Linked DNA regions of Mus musculus: region 1 is linked to region 2. A link is a contact called in public Hi-C data. All regions are on one chromosome and are shown on one strand. Each heading gives the region's core, a stretch centred on a gene start, on an enhancer-like site or on the middle of the called end of the contact. The rest is flanking DNA. Distances are from core to core; before and after follow the strand shown. Region 1 overlaps Pakap (paralemmin A kinase anchor protein). Region 2 overlaps Pakap (paralemmin A kinase anchor protein).

Evidence for each region. A called contact is a pair of places that touch in the nucleus more often than the background predicts.
Region 1: a Hi-C map of liver shows a contact between it and region 2, with 2.3 times the contacts expected there. The contact joins two enhancer-like sites. A contact is called at or near these places in 9 of 39 promoter capture datasets (the C10 cell line, cranial neural crest, embryonic stem cells and 5 more), 4 of 15 datasets of contacts at CTCF or cohesin (CD8 T cells, the NIH/3T3 cell line, large pre-B cells and 1 more), 22 of 484 Hi-C or Micro-C datasets (B cells, CD8 T cells, the CH12 cell line and 11 more), 7 of 115 datasets of contacts at active chromatin or transcription factors (CD8 T cells, bone marrow-derived dendritic cells, bone marrow-derived macrophages and 3 more) and 1 of 9 other capture datasets (embryonic stem cells).

What each region holds. Positions count from the first base shown.
Region 1 is chr4:57,884,530-57,887,748 of GRCm38.p6, reverse strand. It overlaps Pakap (paralemmin A kinase anchor protein), which reads right to left. Exons shown (of 11, transcript NM_001384150.1): 10 at 1,422-1,460. Among named protein-coding and RNA genes, the nearest start is that of Gm26138, 8.6 kb to the right of the region's middle. Within about 2 kb of position 1,513, at least 23 of the 459 cell types and tissues checked have an H3K27ac peak or open chromatin away from gene starts, as enhancers often do. A contact at or near this core is called in CD8 T cells and liver, where this site is marked.
Region 2 is chr4:57,807,778-57,811,043 of GRCm38.p6, reverse strand. All of the region lies in intron 7 of Pakap (paralemmin A kinase anchor protein), which reads right to left. Among named protein-coding and RNA genes, the nearest start is that of Gm35099, 54 kb to the right of the region's middle. Within about 2 kb of position 1,368, at least 10 of the 459 cell types and tissues checked have an H3K27ac peak or open chromatin away from gene starts, as enhancers often do. A contact at or near this core is called in CD8 T cells and liver, where this site is marked.

The sequences.
Region 1 (3,219 bases), core at 264-2,763, 77 kb before region 2:
TAAAAATATAAAGTGTTGTGCTTTCTTACAGAAAAAAACAACGTTGAAAAAAAGAAAAAAACTTTTTTTTTTTTCCAGAGCTGAGGACCAAACCCAGGGCCTTACGCTTGCTAAGCAAGTGTTCTACCACTGAGCTAAATCCCCAACCCCAGAAAAAAAAAAAAAAAAACTTTTTTAAGAAAAGGAATAAAAATAGAACTAAAACTATCTAGACAGTGCTTGCCCGACATTTCCCTGGATTCAGTCCTAGGCACACATGTGTATGTGTATATGTGTATACATGTATGTGTGTATATATGTATGTGTGTCTATATGTATGTGTGCATGCATTTATGTGTGTAGACATACAATACTTTACATGTTTAATTTGGTGTTGGGGAAAGACGAGGTTTCTCTGTGCAGCTCTGGTTGTCTAAGAACTCACTATGTAGACCAGGCTGACCTTGAACTCACAGGGATCCTCCTGCCTGTGTCTTTTAAGCACTGGGATTATAATCATGTGACACCATGCTTGGCTTTACATTTAAAAAAAATTTTTTTTCAAATATATATGTATATGCCCTGGATCCAATCCATGTGTGTGGGTGTGTGAGAGTACCTATCTACCTAGGTACTCCTACCGAGGCCAGAAGAGGCCATCAGAACCTTTGGAGCTAATGTTACAGGTGATTGTGACACACCAGATGTTTTTGGTGCCAGGAATCAAACTCCCCTAGTCCTTGGCAGGAACATGAAGAATTTTTAACTGCGGAGCCATCTCTCCAGCCACACAAGTATTGCATTCTCAGAGCACATATATTTGTGAAATCTATGTTAATGGAACTTGTATGGGGAAAGAGGAGGTTTGGGGAAAGACCGCTGCTTAGCTGAGCTTCCAGAACAGAAATACAGGTCCTAAGACTGGAGGGAGGGAGGAGGGAAGAGGGACTGGGATGGTTTGCCTTTGAAATAAGTTGTCCTCAGTCCATAGTGCAGAGCTCTCTGGGAATTGTGGTAAGGTTAATAAAGGACTAGTCAAAAATCACAAGATTGGCCTGTACGGGTGGCACTGCTTGCTAACCAGACTAGAACTCATTTGCTACCTGTGCCTGAAGAAACTACAAGAATCCACACAGTCTGTCAATAGTTGCCCTCAAGTTCAACATCTTCCAGACCCTTGGGTGACCAAGGTCTTCTCCAACCCCACGTCCCAGCACAGCACAGCACAGCACAGCACAGCACAGCACAGCGGTGTTCATTATCATCTGGACACCAATATTTAAGTCAGTTCCCCAATTCAGAAAGGTCAGGCAGAAAACACACATGGAGAGGAGGCTTTTTCTTGACATTCTTATTGAACACAGCATGAGACAGCAAACCACAACCGCGTGCACCAAGATCAAGCATGCATCAGGACGCAGACAGACAAGTTTGAAAAGTACCTCGGAAGTCACCTTGCAAGACAGTAACTTAGAGGTGTACTGGCAGAGAGGGAAAAGACCAGGGTTAGTACACGGCAGAGGCACACTCACAGACTCCCCCGCCCCCAGCGGCTGGGCTCTGGCACCATGCCAGAAGTGAGTAAGAGGGAAGAGGCTTGGGGGGAGGGGGAGGATCATTATACAACCTCTCAAGTATTGATTCATCTGATATTTGTTTATTTAAACGCCTGTATCTCTTGAGGCAAGTAGATACTCTAATACTCATTAATAAAAATATCAGATAAGCCGAGGTTTGTTAATTCAAGGTCTTGTTTGCATTTTTCTGTTGAATTAACAGGATTTCGTCTTCCCCATTGTCTAACCAGCTGCCCACCAGCGAGGACCTAGATGGCCATTCTGGATTTGATGGATTCTATAACCAAATGTCCTTTTCTTTTCCTGAGGGTTTCTCTGAACCTTAAACAGTCCTGTACCCCATTGCATTATTACAGTAAGACCCCAAGAGTAGAATGAAGAGGGGGGACATGAAGGGAAAGGGAGGGAGGGAATGGGGAAGGAGGAAGGGAGGAAGGGCCAGGTTTTCGGGGTAGTTTCTCTAAAACAAACCTAAGGATGGCACTGTCAGTGAAAGAGGAACCTGTGGGTCTAGATGAGATTCCAAGCTTGGGACGGTCCTTGGATAATCTTTTGGGATTATTATTTAGGACTAGTGTGGGTACCTAGGAAATGGAGTGTTCTGTTAGTTCCTAGAGACACTCACCAGAGATAACACAGGACAAGGTAGCTGGTCCAGGTGGGTGAAGATCAGTAAAGAGGACAGAGAGCAGTTTGCCCAAGTTCTAAGCAGGGAGGCAGGGGAACCTTTTGAAAAGTGAGTTTTTGTTCTGTTCTTTTGTCACTGAGTCATTTGACAAATGAAGGTGACAGCATGAACCACGTGAGGCACTTAAGGAGGCAGAAATCCAAGAGGCCATGTGTCACCCTAAAAACATGTGTTTGAATGGCTCAGGAGGACAGAATTATATGGCCCTAAAGACAATCACCTCTAGCTTTTAGGGACAGGAAGGCCAACTCCATAACCTCTACCAAGCCACCCATCCTTTCCAGAAACCGGGAAAATGGAGACAGGGCTAGGGACCAACTTGGGGAAATGAAGCTTGCTTTTCTCTATACAGAGGCGTAGAAAGGTGCCCTACATTGAAAGGGCTGAGAGACAGGCTAGCAGGTGACTTGGAAATCAATTCAGGCTGACACCCATATAATTTTTCAAGAAGCAATTTGAGTATGTGTTTTTGAGATTTGAGTCTTCATTAAAAGGCACAAGTAGGGATATGGGGATTGGAATTTGTCCTATCCCTAAAACTTTTCAACAATTGACAGATTTTGTTCTAGGGTGATTCGAGGAAAAAAGCTCAAAACACCCAGCCCTCAAATAAAAATAAAAATAAATTGATTCACTCGTAGGTTTCTGCCTTAGCCAACATGTTCCTTTACTTGGGTGAGATAGAGACAGGAAGCCATTAGCAATTGGAGAAAACTGGGCCCCATTGGCACCTGATGTGGGTTCCTGAGTATCAGAGTTTACCAGAAAGGGGTGCGGGTGGGGGGTCTAGTGTTCTGCCTGTGACATAAGTACCTCTTTCCACTATGTCCCAGGCAGACCCTGACCATGTTATCTTCCTACTTCCCATTTCCAATGTCTGGGGTTACAGGCCTGTGCACCAGGCCTGGGGATCACTTTCCTCCACTTAACATCAGCACTCCAGTGCAAAAAAAAGCACACACAATCAACACAGAA
Region 2 (3,266 bases), core at 119-2,618:
AGATACATCATATGAGCATCTTCTACAGAGTAAGTCACATGGAGGAAGATGAAAATTGATAGGATGAATGGCTCCCCCCTCCATCTTTATTTCCCACGCCCTTAGTAAAATGGAACATGTTGATGTCCACATCTCCTCTGCCCATTGGCACCACCCACATAAGTCTCCTTATGAGGTGTGGTCTTCAAATAGTGGGTAGGGTGCTGATATCTGTGACACAGGAGTCCCCAGAGCAGGCTCATTCAAAGGCCAGCATGGCTGTTGGATGGATGCTCACAAAACTGAATGTGACAAGCTGAGAACAGAGTCAGTTGTGTGATGGGAGCTCCATTACCACCACCACCACCACCACTGCGCGCGCGCACACCCACACACACACCCACACACACACCACTCAGCAACAGGAACAGACAGTGGTAAATGTACAATAACAATCTCAGAAAACAACTGCATAGCTGGGGGTAGCACAAGGGAAGGGAGCCTTCTTAGCATGTTTGATCCTTAGCACCATATAAACAGAGTGTGGTGACACATGCCTATAATTCCAGCAGGAGCATAAGAAATCCAAAGAGAAGCCGGGCAGTGGTGGCACACGCCTTTAATCCCAGCACCTGGGAGTCAGAGGCAGGCGGATTTCTGAGTTTGAGGCCAGCCTGGTTTACAGAGTGAGTCCAGGACATCACATTCAGGGCTACACAGAGAAACCCTGACTTGAAAAAACCAGAGAGAGAGAGAGAGAGAGAGAGAGAGAGAGAGAGAGAGAGAGAGAGAGAGAGAGAGATTCAAAGAGTCAAAGAGAGTTTGAGGGCAGCCTGGGCTAAAAGAAAAGCCCAGAAGTTGGGATTACCTAATAGTTTACATTTTAATTTCTTTTAGGTTTTCTAGGTTTGTGTGTGGGGAGTGTATGTGTGTGTGTGAGTGTGTGTGTGTGTGTGTGGGAGTGTGGGGGTGTGTGTTGCTGGACCTCACGTCTATCTACTAGGCTCATGTTCCACTACTGAGCTACCTCCTCAGCCGCTAATGCTCTAGTCTGAAGATTAAACCTCATGCTGCCCGTCCGTCAGAAAGTGACATTTGCTCCCTTCCAGCTGAATTGTTGAGCACGTTATGAAGCCTTTCAAAGCACTACATTAGGATCTGCAAGTGGGAAGTACCTTTTGGCAGGCTAACGTAGAATAATTACTGAAGGCGACAGAGTACCGATTTTGAAAACAGGTGAGGTCATACTGTTCGGGCAATGTTAAAATGAGTTATGAATGTTTCCTAAAATCAGTGGTCATGTGCACTTGCTATTGCTGAACACTTTTGTAAACAAGATACAGCTAAATGCAGTTTGGCCAAGGGGTTAGGAGGCCACCACTGCCCAGAAGAATGTTCTTGAAGCAAACACTGCATGCACACCCACGTGTTGATTCTTGTCTACACTGTACAGGGTGGTAGCTGACCTTTGGAAGAATAAATATACCTTCGGCCATTTTTTTTTAATGATCCAAGCTAACACTGGCACAAAGATAGAAGTGAGAGGCATTTGAGATGTCTTCCTAATTAAAAGAAAAGCTCTCCACATCTGCAGAGAGAGTTTAATTGAAAATTATCCCCTGTGCATGAGAACAAAATAAAATTACAAATGGGAAGTTGAGAATACTTAAAAATAATTTTTCATCTACTATTGAGAATACAAACTCTTTCCCAAGCTATTTTCAATGATATTGCAAAATATCATTAAAGAAAAAAAATTTAATTTAAATTCCTGGCTGGGCATAATGGTTTATGCCTCTACTCCCTGGCAACGCCCAACCTCTCAGAATTTAAATTCTTAAATAACTGACTAGCACAGAGTGGAATGCCTGTAATTCCAACACTTGGGAGGCTGAGTCAGGAGGATAATCTTCAATTCCAGAGCAGTCTGACGTACTAATTTACCAAGGGTCAAGTGTTTCCTAGCATGTGTGAGTCCCTAGGGCTGATGTCTAGTACCTGATATCCAAGGTGTGGTGCTGTGTGTCTGTCATCCCAGCTCTCTGTCCCAGAGGTGAAAGCCAAAGGAAGGGAAGTTTAAGGCCATTCTTAGCCCACAACTTCCTGGGCTACAAGAGAGTCTATCTAAAAAAATACACAGGGGGTCTGGGTGTGGTGGCACATGCCTTTAATCCCAGCATTTGGGAGGCAGAGGCAGGTGCATTTCTGTGAGGCCAGCCTGGTTTACCCAGCAAGTTCCAGGACAACCAAGGCTACAACAAACAAGAACTCAGCAGAAAGTGCTAACAGCTCTCGCAGATGACATGGGTTCAGTCCCCAGCACCCATACCAGGTGGCTCCCAACCATCTGTATCTCCAGTTTTGGGGACCCAACACCCTTTGGCCTCCGTGGGTACCTGCATGCACACACATGTAATTCATAAATGTGTGTAGCTGTATAACATGCATATAAATAAAATAATAAATCTTTTTAAAAATGAGTTCCTCTCACTAATCATCTTTTAAATAGAAGCACTCTTAACTTCAGGATGATTCTTCATAGGAAAAAGAGGCATTTAGACATTCTCGTGTTTTCTGTACACAGTAACCAAGGCCACATAACAGGCCTAAGCTGCTCGCTGCTCTGTGAGGACCAGAGTTGATATCCACAGCCTAGCATTTGAGCCCAGCCGAGTGGCCGCCTCAGCTCTACTGAGATATAGCCAAACATGCTCATCTGTTCATTGTCTAGGGGTAAAGCTGTGTCCAACAGCGAAGCTAAAGCCATCTCCAGACAACACATTGACAACAGAACCCAATAACCACAGCCTGACTTTCTGCAGAAGCAGCACCAGAAGCCTGGTCGAATCCAGCCTTAACAGGAGGAAGAGGGCAGGGTTGGCTCAACCCTGGCCCAAGAAGTTTTGGACTTCCAGTACGAGGAGTTATGAAACAGGAAGCCAGTATCATGAAAGGAAGACCCCACCCCAAGTGTCAGAGACCCAGGCTCAAGGTACAGCGCAGCTTGGCAGGCCGTTTGCTCACAGCCTCTCTGGGGATCCCTACCTGTCAAGAGGGGGTACTGATGGATGTGGCCCCAACACTCAGCAGAAAGAAAATGCACGTGGCTACAGAAAGAACACAGTCTCCCAGGGAATGAAGACAGCCCAGAACCCTTGTCACTGAGTGTACAGTCTCCGCGTGCCAAGATCAGTCCTTTCTGTGGGTCCCTCCATCCCGTCTGGACACCTACTGAGGAAGAGAGGTGTCATGGTGATCCCCCCTTCACAGATAAAAGAAGGAAGGCT